2 separate regions of the Mus musculus genome follow, and region 1 is linked to region 2. A link is a contact called in public promoter capture Hi-C data. All regions are on one chromosome and are shown on one strand. Each heading gives the region's core, a stretch centred on a gene start, on an enhancer-like site or on the middle of the called end of the contact. The rest is flanking DNA. Distances are from core to core; before and after follow the strand shown.

Region 1 (7,166 bases), core at 4,297-6,796, 420 kb after region 2:
CATATGTGCACACAGAGAGAATGGTTTTTAAATCTTGGAGCTGAAGAGATGGCTCAGCAGAAAAGCTGCTCTTACAGAGGAGCAGGGTTAGTTCCCAGCACTGCCTGTAACCCCAACTCCAGGGGATCTGAGGAGTGTATGTATAACATACCCTCCTGGTGCATACACACACACACACACACACACATACACACACATACACATAATCTTGACCTTCCCCACCCTATCAAAAAAGACAAAGAAATGAGAAAGCCTTTCAGGAATGAGAATGGTACGTGGCTCAGTGGGACGGTGTTAGAAAGCTACAGGGCCAGGGGAACCATACACACATACGTTCAAGCAAAACAAAGTCTTAGCAACAAGGAACACCACCAACAGACACAGGTACAAAATGACTTAAGAGAGGCAAGACTGTGCCGCAGCTGAGTTGGTCCAGTGCCAGCCAACCACTCATGAAGCCAAGAACTGGATTCCCCAGCACTGTATAAACCAATCAGATATTCCAAACACTGGGGAGGTGGAAGCAAGAAGATCAGAAGTTCAAAGCCAGCCTGGAGAGCATGAAGAACTTGCTTGTCCTGGAGAGAAAAGGACTTAAGTAACAGAAAAACATATCCGACCTTCCTCAATTATTTTGCACAACACAAGACAACAGAATAAAGCAAAGCACATGACAGGGCCATACATACCGTATTCACAGAATTCAAGCCACTGAGCTCTGTAAAAATTCTACAGGGCTCTCTTAGCTATCCAGGAACATTTGAGCCCCCAGTATTCCCTACCCCGGCATCTTCTGCTCAAATACTCTGATAACTTCTAGTGGACACCCAGAACCCACTTCCCAGATCACCTATGTCTGAGAACACAGACACCTCAAAGAACAAAATACCCAACCCAGTCTCCAGGCCTCAGCCCCACCCAGCAGGCCCGTAGACACCCCACCTCTCCATCCTACAGAAACTTGGTGCTTTCCAAACATGCACCTGGTCTCCTGGGCCCCAGTTACCAGAACCTTCTCAGGGCCTGCCCTGCAAGGGCTCCTGACCACTTGAGGCCAGGGACCTATATCTTGATATCATCCTCTGAAGACTCTGTCTACATCAGGACCAGAAGATGCTAAACCTCCATCCGCGTTCAGCCTCACCTGAGATGGTCTTGAAACCTAGACCTCACAACTTTGCTGAAAGGCCACTCAGACACCAAACCACCCCCCAGGGTACAGTTCCAAACAGGGCAACAAGAGCAGGTATGTCCCAACGAAGCAGGGAAGAGGGCGACTAGACTGTACACAACGGCCTATGGGCATTGAGTCTCACAGAGGGGTGGGCAGCTAGAAATGTGCTAGTGAGCATCTTCCTGGCTACCCTGCACACAAGCCCCCTCACAGCTAGGGCTTGCAGCCTAGGAGCTGAACAAAGGGAATGAAACCAGGATATAAAAACATCAGCAAGCAAAATCTAAGTTTTCTTCGTTACACCTTTAAATCATCTATACTTGCAAACACGAGGGTCTCTTAAATTCAAAGCCTCGAGACATGCTGAATTAACTCCAGCCTTCTTACATATGTGACTTATCTAACTTCGTGTATTTTAAACTTGGAGCCATGAACTTGGAGCCACATGAACCAGTGGGCTGTGGAATCAATTCAATGTTACAATCAGCTTCTCCCCCCCCACCCCCAACCCCCACTACTGCAGTAGTGACTTACAAGGAGCAAGAAACAGTGCTACACTCTGAAGCTTTAATTTCTGGTCCTGATGCCAAGTCTCTGTCTTACAAGGGTCACAGCCCAGAAAGGCTTTAAAAACGGCTAGCAGAATTCTGTGACAGAAATGTGCAGCCTGCAGAGGTAGACTGCTGCAGAGGGCTGGAGTTTGGTTCCTGTAGCTCTTCTTCCAACCTCCCAGGACTCCTATATACCTGTATCACATGCTACATACACATGTGCACACAACATACTTTTATACCAAAGAATTTTATAAGCAAAAAGCTAATTCTTTTAGATCCCTCAACCCCAAACAGGGTTTCTTTGTATAACTTACCTAACCATCCTAGAACTAGCTGTGTAGACCAGGCTAGCCTCGAACTCAGAGATCCACCTGCCTCTGCCTCCCTAGTGCTGGGATTAAGATCTGAGCCACCGCTTGCCTGGCTTGCATAAAGCTAATTCTTTTGCTCCATGATTTAATGGAAATTCAAAGCACTAGATAGGTCCCTCCCACCTCCAACTAAACTTTTTTCACTGGAACCAACATGGCAAAACAGTGAATGTTCCTGAAGAAGGCAGGAAGGACATAACAGCCACACTCATCTACTGCAGTCAGCTCAGAACGTGTTTTTTCAAGACAGCTACACTCCAAAGACCAACCAGGCTATCCTCGAACTCCGAGATCTGCCTGGCTCTGTGTCCTGGGACTAAAGGCACCTGGCCGGGTCTTACTTTCTAGTTCTCTCACAGACTACAAAATAACCCAAAGAGGAAAGAAAATCCTTAGAAAACCTCATCAAAACAGTCAGGTATACAGCCTTCAACTCCTCACCAAAGATCATTAGAGTCGTCAATCAATCACAGCCACTGAGTGAAAAAATCATTCATCTTATATTTCTTTCTTCAGCAAACACAATCTAAAACAAAATGATATATATTATTTGCAAAGGCAGGGCGAAGACCTGGGTTCTAATCACTGTATGTCATCTAAAATGCTACCTTACCTTGGTCCGTTCAAATACTCTCTCATTCACAAAGCTATAAAACGGTATCTTCTCTTCATCAGTACCAGTAATAGTCAACAGATATAAAGTGATTACAGGCCATAAAGTCTTTATTCTAAAGCATTCCTGAATTCTGCTTTTTTTTCCCTCGGGCTGTCTGAATCTGCACTTCTGCCTTGCCAAACTTTGTGCACTTCTTCTGAGACAGTGTCTCAGCATTAACCTTGGCTGGCCTAGAACTCTCTAAGATAACCCAGGCTGGCCTTGAACTCTCTAAGATAACCCAGGCTGGCCTTGAACTGACAGAGATCCAGGAGGCCTCCACCTCCTGAGCGTTGGGATTGAAGACAGCCACTACCACACCCGACTTGTCAAACTAACCCAGTTCCTCCTAAACCCGAGCCAGGACGGACAGGGAGTTCATAAGCACAGCAGCAATAGGGAATGCCTCTCTCTTCCTCTCCAGTTTTACCCTAGAAAGAGTCAAGGCCAGATCTGCCTTTCATGTAATCCTCAAAACAGCTCCCAGGGAGCTGCAGCTCCTGACTCCAAGTTGAAAATAAACGCGCTGGTTTTTCTTTTCTGGAGGGAAGGGAAGGAAGGAACAGTCTCCAATAATACACCAAAAATGTATCATATGGTTTGAAGACATACACAGGGGCGGGTACGACTGTGGGAAGCCACTTTTCCTCCTCTGAGGAACCAGAACAGACAAAAAAAATTAATACTAGTAAAAAAAGGTTATCGTCTTCACACCAAAAAGCAAAATTAAAACATCTTCCTTTCAAGAACACGTATGAAATACACTTTTTGGGTAAAGTTATTGAATTTTTCTTTTTCCCAAAATGAAGATTTTTTGGCCCATTCTTTAAAACAAACAGAAGCAGAATCCAGCTGGGAACCACTTGGTACTGACCCCACACACTGCCACATTAAGTATCTTTTCAAACACTTTCTTTTACAAAGGTTGGGGCTAGTGAAGAGGCTTCAGGGTGGAGCCAGGTAAATCACTATAGCAGCCAGAATGAAGAAAACGTGAAGAAATGTGCCACGAGGTCCTTCTGGCCACAGGTAAGAAACTGTCACCCAGTTGACCCTGATGTCTTGTCTCTGAAGTCAAACCAAGGCAAGAGTTGCAGGAGGCCTGGGGTGACTTTCAACTAGCGGCCAGCACCATCAAGTTTTAGAACGCAGGCAAGGTGAGACTCAGGAATACTTTGAGAGCACTTTTCCAGTGACACTTCTCAATTCCAACTTTATTATCCCTTAAAAATGACTCAAGTTCTAGTGGCCACTGAAGTGGTAACTTTGAATTCCTATTTTTCCAGAGTTCAAAACCGGGGCCAAGAAAACCATTTTCCTTACGTGGTATGGAAAGAAAAAAGAAGAAGAAAAGAGGGATAGGAACTATTTTCAGAAGTGGCAGAAGCAGTAAGAGGCAAGCAAGGTCCATGCGGCTCAACCCTGAAGCCAGAGAGAAGGCGCCTGCTGCATCTATAAACTGATAACCTTGGATATTCTGAGGTGTTTTGTTTTTTTTTTGTTGTTGTTGATTTTTGTTTGTTTTTTTTTAAGCAAAACTCTTCCGTTCACTTCCTTGGGAAAGCAAAACTTTGACTGGTCTTGCTATCTTAATCGCAATCATTATGTCTGTATTTATTATATACGCTCACAAACTTTACAAGTTTGAACAGACAAGTGATTGTTTTTCAAAGTGCAGAAAACCATCCTCAATAGCAAAAAAAAAGTTCGTGCATCCATATAAACTTGAAATTCAACTCCGTCCCCTCACCGCCCCCTTCCCCTCCGAAGAAAAAGTCACTGGCAGGCTAAGAAGATACAAAGTGTGCACCAAGAAGCCCGCTAGCACACAGTTCCTCTGGATGCCAACCGGTCTCAAAGTGAAAGTCCAGCAGCGGAGTCCTGGCACCCGAGGGATGAACCTGGGCTCTGCACACCAGGGCGCTCGCGGAGGTGTGGGTTCCGCCTCCCGAGTTTGCAACCTCGCACTTTCCGCACCAGAACTACAGGCTCCGATGCGAGGTTACATCTTCCTGCACCCCGCCCTGCGGCCCGCCCGGACTGTGACCAGCCGGGGCGCGCTCCCGCCCTGCGCTCGGGTCTCCCGCTTGAGGGGTCTGGGGAGGGACTTTTGCTAACTGAGGACGGACCCCAGAGTGCCGCTATCCCTGTCCCAGGCCCACATAGGGCCCAGGCACCAAAGCGGGGCCTCCAAGGACACTAGTTCAGACTCCTGCCCGGGATGGGCGCTCGGCCTGCGCGTCGGACTTGGGGAGCGCAAAGCTCCTGCACCCCACCTCGGCCCCAGGCCGCAGACCCCAAAGCCCCTCCACGTGCATACACCCGAGATCCCCGCCGCCCGAGTCGGCGAAGATCCCGGAGAAGCGGGCCCGGCTGGTTGGGGGGAGGGGGGGCGTGTTGACACCGCCAAGTTGCCCGCTTCCGCCCTGGCCGCAGCCCGACCGGGCCACCCCAACCTACCTGCATGCCCGGCAGGCCCGACTGCACCGGGGAGTGGGCCATGGCGCTCGGCGCCGCCACTTCCTGGCCCGGGACGCGCGGAGCCGCGCGGCGAGCAGGCCCGGGGCCGCGCGCAGCCCTCGGGTGGCGGGGCGGGCTCTGGAGCCCGAGGCCACCGCACCCCGGGGACGGTCTCAACGAAGGTTGGCGGGCCGCGGCCCCATACACTGAGCCTGGGGCGGGCAGTGGGGGGCGCGGGGGACGTCTCGAGACTGCGGCTGCTTCTCCAGGGATCCCGTCGCTGCGCCGCCGCGGTGCTCAGGTCGAGCCGGGCGGCCTGGGCCCGCGAGCGCTGGCCGCCTGGAGCCGAGTGGGCGCGCACAGTCCGCCGCGCCCCGCCCCGGCCCGGCCCCCGCGCCCGCCCCCGCGGCCCGGCCGGGGACCCCGCCCCGCGCTTCCGGGAGGGGGAGGGGGAGGGGAGGAGCCGCCGGGCGCCCTAGGCCGCAGTCGCGCCTCCCTGCGGGCGCGCAGGCGGGGTCCCCGGGGCCCGGCGGGCAGGCGGGCGCTCTCGGGTGCTGTGCGCCGGGGTCCTTCGGAACCGCGGGGTGGGCCTCGCGCGCGGAAGAGAGCTGAGTTTGGGGGAGCGAAGAGCACCGCCCACTCCTACCCTTCCCTCTCCACCCGCCCTGGCCCTCCAGAGGCCAGAGTCTGCACTCGGGGTGTCCCCAGAGGGGCCTAGCCTGGGGCCTATTCCAAAAGCCCCGGCCGGAGCGTCCTCACTGTACGAAGTTTCCAGCCAGATCAAGGAAGAAACCCCAAGGGTAGAGAGGGCGGTTTGTGTGCACTGCCTTGGGTACTGAACTCAGCCTCGCCTGGGCCGCCGGCTGTGGAAACTTAGCTGGACAGAGGAAGGGCTGGGCCCCGCCATCTCTGCGCTGCGCACAAGAAGGGAAAAGTGGGGTGCGGAGGGGTGCTGGAGGAAGGGAAGACAATAGAAGGAAACCGCGTCCCGACTCTTACCCAGCCCTCCCCTCGCTTCACTGCTCCTAAGGCCGTAGGCCCTCTCTGGGCACCAGCTCTGCCCTCCTCCTAAGCTGCCGCTTCTGCAGCAAACAAGGAAGGATGGAGTGAATCCATGCGGTTCCAGGAAGTACTTTATTTACAAGTGGCAAATAGGAAGTGGTCTAAGAGTCAGAATCGCTGTGTCTCTCGCCATAGGGACCCTGAGGCCTCATTCAGGAGTGCCCGCTTTGCCCCACAGCTGTGCAAGGTTAACCATACAAAATGAGTCCCCAAGAGTTCAGAAATAGAGGACGCATAAATCCTCGACTAAGGTAGAGAAGAGATTATTCTCTGAGGTGTCCTTGTATTCCAAGAACACAGGCTCCCTCTGGGTCCTGCATCAGAAGTTAAAGTAAGCCGAATACCCTTTGGAAACCTAGCCTAGGAGACCTCCAGGATGCTAAGATGTATTAGAAGGCTTGCATGATTACTCCTGGTCACCTGACTGAGATGCGTTGCCACTTCTAAAGAGTAAACTGAAAACATTAAAAGTATGAACCCATATAACCAAGAGTTTATGTGTTCCCTAAGCAGAAGAAACCTAAAAAGAAAAGAAAAAAAAATGGAGTACTTAATGAATACAAGGGAAAATGATCAAGACCATGAATCTTGAAAAGGCATATATTATTCAACCTCAAATTCTACCTAGAATAACATGAAAGAATGACCAGAAATACAGGAGTCTCTACCAAGAGGCAGCGACTTTCAGCCTTGGAAATGTCTGATTACATAAAGAGTACTTTCTTACTACTACTACTTCACCAGGTGTGGTGGCACAAGCCTTTAACCCCAGCATTTGGGAGGCAGAAGCGGGCAGATCTCTGTGAGTTCAAGGCCAGCCTGGTCTATATAGTTCCAGGACAACCAGGGTTATACAGGGAGACACTTTCTAAAGAACATGACCCCCCCCC
Region 2 (7,225 bases), core at 1,283-3,782:
AGGAAGTTAACTAGGAAGCACAGCTGAGTACAGCACGCAGAATCCTATTCCACATGCTCCCAACCCCATGGCCAGAGAGACACTTGGTGAAGGACCATGGCGTATAACTCTGCTCAAGGCAGTATAAAAAGGGAGATGACATGAAAGGGACATGAGAGAGCAAAGAAGCCTCTCACCATGGGACATAGTTTGCCTTCAGGGGTGGTGATAATGTTTAGATGATGGTGATGATGGTGGTGGTGATGGTGGTGGTGATGGTGATAATACTTAGATGATGATGGTGGTGGTGATGGTGGTGATGGTGATAATGATGGTGGTGGTGAGGAGGAGGAGGATGGAGCTAGGCATGGTGGCTGATACCTATAATTCCAGCCCTTGGGAGAATAAAGCTGGAAGACTGAGTTTGAGTTCAACCTGGAGTACATAGTGGGTTCAAGGCTAGCCTGGTCTACAGAATATGACCCTGTCTCAAAACAGGTAAAATAAGAGTAAGTAGAGGACTGGGGGTATGGCTCAGTGACAGAGTGGCTCCGTAGCATGTGGGAGGCCATGGCTTCAGCCCCCAGTGCAGTCTGTGGTGTAAGAAGCCGAGACGGCGACTCACTGCTGCTGGCAGCGCACAGAGTGTTCTTTCAAACATCTCTACACAGGTGAGTCTGGGGTTCCTGGCTTTACCACAAAACAGAACTTCGGGACAAATCTACGTGAAGCTGCAACATCTGGTGTTCACTGTCAGCTCGACAAAGTCTAGAATGTCCTGGGAGACAGGCCTCTGGGATTATCTTATGTGAGAAGATGGGTGTTAATCGTGGGTGGACCATTACCTCGATGGAGGACCTGGAACTGTGTACAGCGAGAGCAGGGGCTGAGCAGCAGCAGCACACACCATTGCTTTCTTCTGACTATGGGCGACCAGCTGCTTCAGTTTCCTCCTGCCTTGACTTCCCCGCCATGGCGGACTGCACCCCTGGTCCATGTTGCCTTGACTTCCCCACCATGGCAGACTGCACCCCTGCACCGTGCTCCCTTGACTTCCCCACCATGGCAGACTGCACCCCTGCACCGTGCTCCCTTGACTTCCCCGCCATGGCAGACTGCACCCCTGCACCGTGCTCCCTTGACTTCCCCACCATGGCAGACTGCACCCCTGCACCGTGCTCCCTTGACTTCCCCACCATGGCAGACTGCACCCCTGCACCGTGCTCCCTTGACTTCCCCACCATGGCAGACTGCACCCCTGCACTGTGAGCTAAAATAAACCCTTTCTCCCTTAAGTGGCTTTTGTCAGAGAGTTTCGTCACAGCAACGGGAAGAGAAGTGGAGGCAGAAGCAGATATGGAGTTTACTAGACTATGGAAGGGTGCACTCGGGGACGGGGGACAGGTATCCTGTGCACCGCTGCTGCTTCCCCAGAGAGAGTCTCACGTGCTGTCTTTACAGCAGCACCTATATTGTCTGGGTGACTCCTGAAGTTGCAACTCAGAGGAGATCCTTGGAGACCCCTGCTGTGCACTGGATTGCAGTTGACCTGGCAAAACCTCGGGTCCTGGTCAGGGCTGCAGAGGAAGTCACATTCTGACTGTAAATCAAAGTTTACAGTCTTCTTCTTGAGCTTCCCAGAAAATCAATGGCTTGCATCTGGGAAAGGAATAAGCTATTTATGCTTAGGCCTTAAGCTTGCTGCATTACTGTTTTAGCTTTTCTTGCTTTAAATACCTCTGTATGACAGGAATATGGTCTCTGTGTAGGCCTTCTTCCCAGCAAGTGTTGCTTCTTGTACTAGAATTCGTGTGTGTGTGTGTGTCTGTGTGTGTGTGTGTGTGTGTGTATGTCTGTGTGTGTGTGTGTGTGTGTGTGTGTGTGTGTGTGTGTGTGTGTGCAAGTCTATGCACGTGCTGCCCGTGGAGACCACAGATCATAGTGGAATATCTTCCTTGCTCACTCCCCACCTTACTTTTGAGACAGACCTCTGCCGGAACCTGGGCTCTCCCGTCTGTCTGTCTCCCAGGGCTGGATGACAGGTACATTTGGGCACACCCAGCTTCTCACAGGAGTGCTGAGGAATGCACACTCTGCTCCTCGTTCTTCACACCAGCGCCTTCCCACTGAGCCACCTCCCGGCCCCCAGCTAGAACTCTTGACTGCTGGAGGAACTTCAAATAGACTCTGGGGGAGGGGCTCCCTTTTCTTCTATAGCCATTTAATTTTCCCCGACTTTCTGTCCTGCCTCAAAACTGGGTGGGTGGGCACATTTCCTCTGATTGTGACCATCATCTAAAGGAGGGCCTTGGCAACCCCAAATCAGTAAGTCCTGTACATTTAAATTGTTTTGTTTTGTTTTGTTTTGTTTTTTTCCAGTTGTGAGTGGCAATATCCCACAGTGTTCCATCAGGTCCTCCCTGGGCCAGGGACACTCGTGCATCCTTAGGACCCTGTAGTCAGGTGACTTTTGTAATGCATTAAGGACTCCATCCGAGAATGAGCCCAGGGCCTCAGCTCATTACTGCAGCTCTCTCCAGCCAAGGAGACAACTGGGGCTGAAAATAATGAGCTGCGCAGCCAGGCTTTGTCCTCCCACGGGCTCTGGTAACCAAGACAGTTTCTGGAAGCAAATAAAACAGACTTTTTTTTTCCCTTCTGTATTACAATGAAATCAGTTTTCCTCAGTTTCCTCCAAGGTAGGATGTTAATGGTGGACAGCTAGGTTCATGGGGGCCGGCACACAGTTAGGGAAACAAGGAAGCCATTTTGCTCATTTGCTCATTCAAATCCCTTCCAGCTAACACTGTCTGAGGTTGCCCGAAACCTGCAAGCTTGTTCCTCTGAGGTTTATCAGCCAGGATGCCCGCACCACGTTCTTCATCTCACTGTGGCTGCTCCTAACAGTAGAGCGGGCTTTGACGATGAACTCTGAGCTTTGGGCTGTCTCTGGAATCCTGGACCAGGAGGGAGAAGTCCTTGAGACCCAGTGCCAGAGCTGAGCCTAACAGGAGCCTCTCAGCAGCCTCGGCTTGTCCACTGGCTTCTTAAGTTTATGAAAGCTGTCAGAGATGTGGTGAACAGCAAGCCTCCATTCTACAACCCAAAACCAGGGAAGATGTTTGCACAGTAATTTCGAGCAAGTGTTACCAGCCCAGGTTATCACCCTGTCAAGATGCTTGGCTCTAAAAGTTAAAAAAACAAAAAGCATCATTTAAAAATCCATAAGACTAGGAAGGGGTTACCATTAAAAAGCATTCCTATCAGGGATCATTAAAAATGGACAATTTAATTTGCATTTTGAAAGACTCAAAGGAAAGATAAATCTCCCAGGATGACTAATGGGGAAGTTCGATAGTACAAATTATTATCTTTTGTCTTAGCGGAGACCATGAGATACAATGAAATTCAAAAGAAAAATGAAACCGATTGCAAAGGAATCCTATGAAAGATTTAGCGCAGTGCGGTAGAACACAATGAGGCAACCGTCCCTCCAAGGGAACTTCAAACTGATTTTTAAAATTCACACATAAAAAAACGGAAGGGCTAGGAGTGTAGCTCAGTTGGTACAGTTCCACCCAAAGCTGCATAATCCAGGCGCTTTGGCGCATGCTGGAGAAGTCCCGGAGAAGAGGCGCCTTGGCCCCAGAGGAGCTCCTTAAACCACCTGGTCTTCAGCTCGTTGCGCAGCAACTGTTCAAGCGCAGGCTCCGGAGCGGTTCTCCAGGTGGGACCCGGGCCCTGCTGCTCCACAACCATTCTGAGAAGCAAGACCTTAGTCTCCCAGGACAAGTCTTTTTTTTTTTTTTTTTTTTTTTCTTCCTTTTTGGTTTTTCGAGACAGGGTTTCTCTGTGTAGCCCTGGCTGTCCTGGAACTCACTCTGTAGACCAGGCTGGCCTCGAACTCAGAAATCTGCCTGCCTCTGCCTCCCGAGTGCTGGGATAAACGGGTGCGCCACCACGCCCGGCAAGTATTTTTTCTTAATCTCACCCAGAGAGAGAGAGAAAAAAAAAAGCCCTTTTGGATCATCTGAAATTTAGTTATGCAAATACATCGAGATGGAGGGGAATAAACTCAATGAATTGCTTTTGGAGAAATGTGCCTAGGGTGGGAGATAAGACCAGAAATAACAGACTGCAGGCTTTAGAGTGGGTGGAGTTGTCTTGGATTGGAAAAGAAACAAGATGGCGGTGTGTGCTGGGGCAGGGGTGGGTGGCACTGGCTTCATCCTCGGTCCTTCTCAGTCCTCCAGGATCATTAAGATGTTCCGTGGGAAGCTGGGCGTGGTAGTGCACGCCTGTGTGTATGTATATATGTATGCGTGTGTGTACATCTCTCTGTGTGTGGATATATATGTTGTGAATGTGTGTGTTTCTGTGTGTATGTGTGTGTGTATCTGTGTGTATGTGTAAAGTGTGTATGAATGTTTGGTTCTCTCTGAGTATATGTGTGTATGTAAGTATATGAATGTGTATGTTAATATATATGTATGTATGTGTCTGTATCTGTGTGTGAATGTGTGTTTCTCTCTGTGTATGTATATGCTTGTATGTCTGTGAGTATATGTCTATGTATGTATGTGTGTCTGTGTGTGTGTCTATATGTATATGTCTGTATGAGTGTATGTTTATGTTTGTGTGTGCCTGTGTGTATATATCTGTGTGTGTGTCTGTGTCTGTGTGTCTGTGTATATGTCTCTGTGTGTGTATATGTCTGTGTGTGTGTGTGTGAGTGTGTGTGTGTATGTCTCTCTGTGTATATGTCTGTGTGTGTGTGAGTGTGTGTGTGTGTGTGTATGTGTGAGTCTGTCTGTCTGTCTGTCTAAGGCCAGGTGAGTTCTACAGCAGGCAGCACAGTAGTACACAAACAACCAGCAACACTACAAAAGGTCAGTCAGGTGACATCACAGTCACAACAAAGAACATCTGGACCAGATAAAATCCTACAGGATGTTGAGCTCCAGCACTACAAGAATGTTATACATTCTCCTTGGATAAAGAAGAGTCTCAAAAGGTGCCTGCCCTCCAAATACAAAGACACACTGAAAGAAAAGACAGAGGCAAATTCAAATGAATATGTGTTCAAGAGTAAAAAAGATAGGGGGCCAGGCCTTAAATCCCAGCACTTGGGAAGCAGAGACAGGCGGATTTCTGAGTTCGAGGCCAGCCTGGTCTACAGAGTGAGTTCCAGGACAGCCAGGGCTACACAGAGAAACCCTGTCTCGAAAAACAAAAAACAAAAACCAAAAACAAGAAAGAAAGAGAGAGAGAGAAAGAGAGAGAGAGAGAGAAGGAAGGAAGGAAGGAAGGAAGGAAGGAAGGAAGGAAGGAAGGAAGGAAGGAAGGAAGGGGTAAGAGGTAGAGCAAAGTAGACAGTGACCAATGGGAAGCCCAGCTAATTACAAGCTGGAAATGAACACACGCCAAGTACCCAAGACGAAATCTCTGGACATTGCTCTCAGAGTGAGTTGTATCAAATAAACAAAGGAACAATAAAAACTTACCACCAAACAATACTTTGTTTCCTTTTTGCCAGCCTGGAGCTAGACCCCAGGGCCTCACATATGCTAGGAAAGGACTCTACCACAAGCCAGAGCCCTCAGCGCTCAAACTTTGCCAGGGCAAACTTAGAATGAAATGCCGGAGAGATGGCTTAGAGGTTAAAAGTGTGCACTGCTCTTGCAGAGGACCCAGTTTGGTCCCACACTAGGTGGCTCATGATGGCCTGTACCTCTAGATCCAGAGGATCTAACACCCTTTTCTGGCCTCCAAGGGCACCTACATCCACTTACAAACATTCACACACACACACGCACACACACACACACACACACACACAGGGGCACACACATACATACACATAATTCAAAATTAAATTTAAAATGTTTGAGGTAGAATTAACAAATAGCTTTATAGCTGGCTGTGGTGTTATATGCCTGTAGTCCCAGCACTTGAGACATAGTAGCAGGTCATCCAGAGTTCACAGTCATCCTCAGCTACACAGTGAGCAGTGGGTTCCCAGAAAGAAGAGCCACTGCTCCTACTGAGCCTGCTGACTGCTAATCGGATCCCAGGGGTTGCAAACCATTTGAAATGTTGCAAGTCAACAGCCAATTTGTCTCGGGACTTCTTCAGCTCTCTTAACAGCCATGTATTGCCATCCTCTGTGTGTGAGCTACCATATTTGAGACCATTAGGAATGTGCAGACAAGCCAGGCAGTGGTGGTGCATGCCTTTCATCCCAGCACTTGGGAGGCAGAGGCAGGCAGATTTCTGAGTTTGAGGCCAGCCTGGTCTACAGAGTGAGTTCCAAGACAGCCAGGGCTACACAGAGAAACCCTGTCTCGAAAAACCCAAAATCAAAAACCAAAAACCAAAAAGGAAAAAAAAAAAAAAAAAAAAAAAAAAAAGGAATGTGCAGACAGCTAGTACCACCAAACAAAAAGCTAAAAAAAGCCATCAGACAGCACCCATACTTTCTGTGTCCCACCCACCTGACACTTCCATCAATGTATTTGAAAGTGTCTAGATTTAAGGTGTTGTCTTGTTTTATTACCATACAACTTATAAAAGTTGTTAGCAGATTGGAACATGGGATCTGAGGTAATCTGAATTCATATTTCCATGTCATGGTTATTTGTAGGGCATGTGGGACCTTGTTACCAGACAGGCGTAAGAATGGTAAGATTGAATGAGCTCAAATCCTGGGAATCTCAGAATTAAGAATGGCAGGAGTGGAGCCTTTCCCTACCTACCTCTACCTGCTCTGGAACAGGTGACCATGACACCCCACTGAGGACTGTGGGCACTGAGACAGGAAGCATAAACACCAGGAGTTCTTCTCACTGGGACACCACCTGGAGTTCTTCTCCATGCTAATGAGCTACCTAGAGAGCCCCGAGCTTACAGCCAATGAGCTTCCTTTCCTGGGTGTTCCTTCCAGAAAAAGGTATTTAGTCCCTGGCTCACCCCAAATAAAGTGTATGCATTCACATCTACCACCAATAAACCAGTATGAACAAGCAAAGACCAGTTCTTCATCAAGAATAGCCTTGGGAAAGGCTCTTAAAGAGATGCACCTGAAACTCCCTAGGAAGCTTTCTCCCCTCCAGCTCCTCATACTCTCTTGGCACTCCCAATCAGACCAGTTCTGCTCATTCCAGGCTCTGCCTTCCCCTTCCTGCCCTGGTGACCAAGGATGCCCCCCCCCCCTGCCTTCCTGACTCCAAGCAAGAGGAGAAAGAAA

The links. Promoter capture Hi-C pulls out the DNA fragments that hold promoters and counts their contacts.
Region 1: a contact with region 2 is called in a promoter capture Hi-C map of hippocampal neurons, with 2.4 times the contacts expected there. The contact joins the promoter of Stk24 here to the enhancer-like site in region 2. A contact is called at or near these places in 7 of 39 promoter capture datasets (the 3T3-L1 cell line, cranial neural crest, embryonic stem cells and 3 more), 3 of 115 datasets of contacts at active chromatin or transcription factors (all in embryonic stem cells) and 1 of 9 other capture datasets (embryonic stem cells).

What each region holds. Positions count from the first base shown.
Region 1 is chr14:121,373,684-121,380,849 of GRCm38.p6, forward strand. It overlaps Stk24 (serine/threonine kinase 24), which reads right to left and starts at 5,547. Exons shown (of 11, transcript NM_145465.2): 1 at 5,215-5,547. The coding sequence starts at 5,256.
Region 2 is chr14:120,958,664-120,965,888 of GRCm38.p6, forward strand. No RefSeq gene overlaps it. Among named protein-coding and RNA genes, the nearest start is that of Ipo5, 51 kb to the left of the region's middle. Within about 2 kb of position 2,533, at least 25 of the 459 cell types and tissues checked have an H3K27ac peak or open chromatin away from gene starts, as enhancers often do. A contact at or near this core is called in hippocampal neurons, where this site is marked.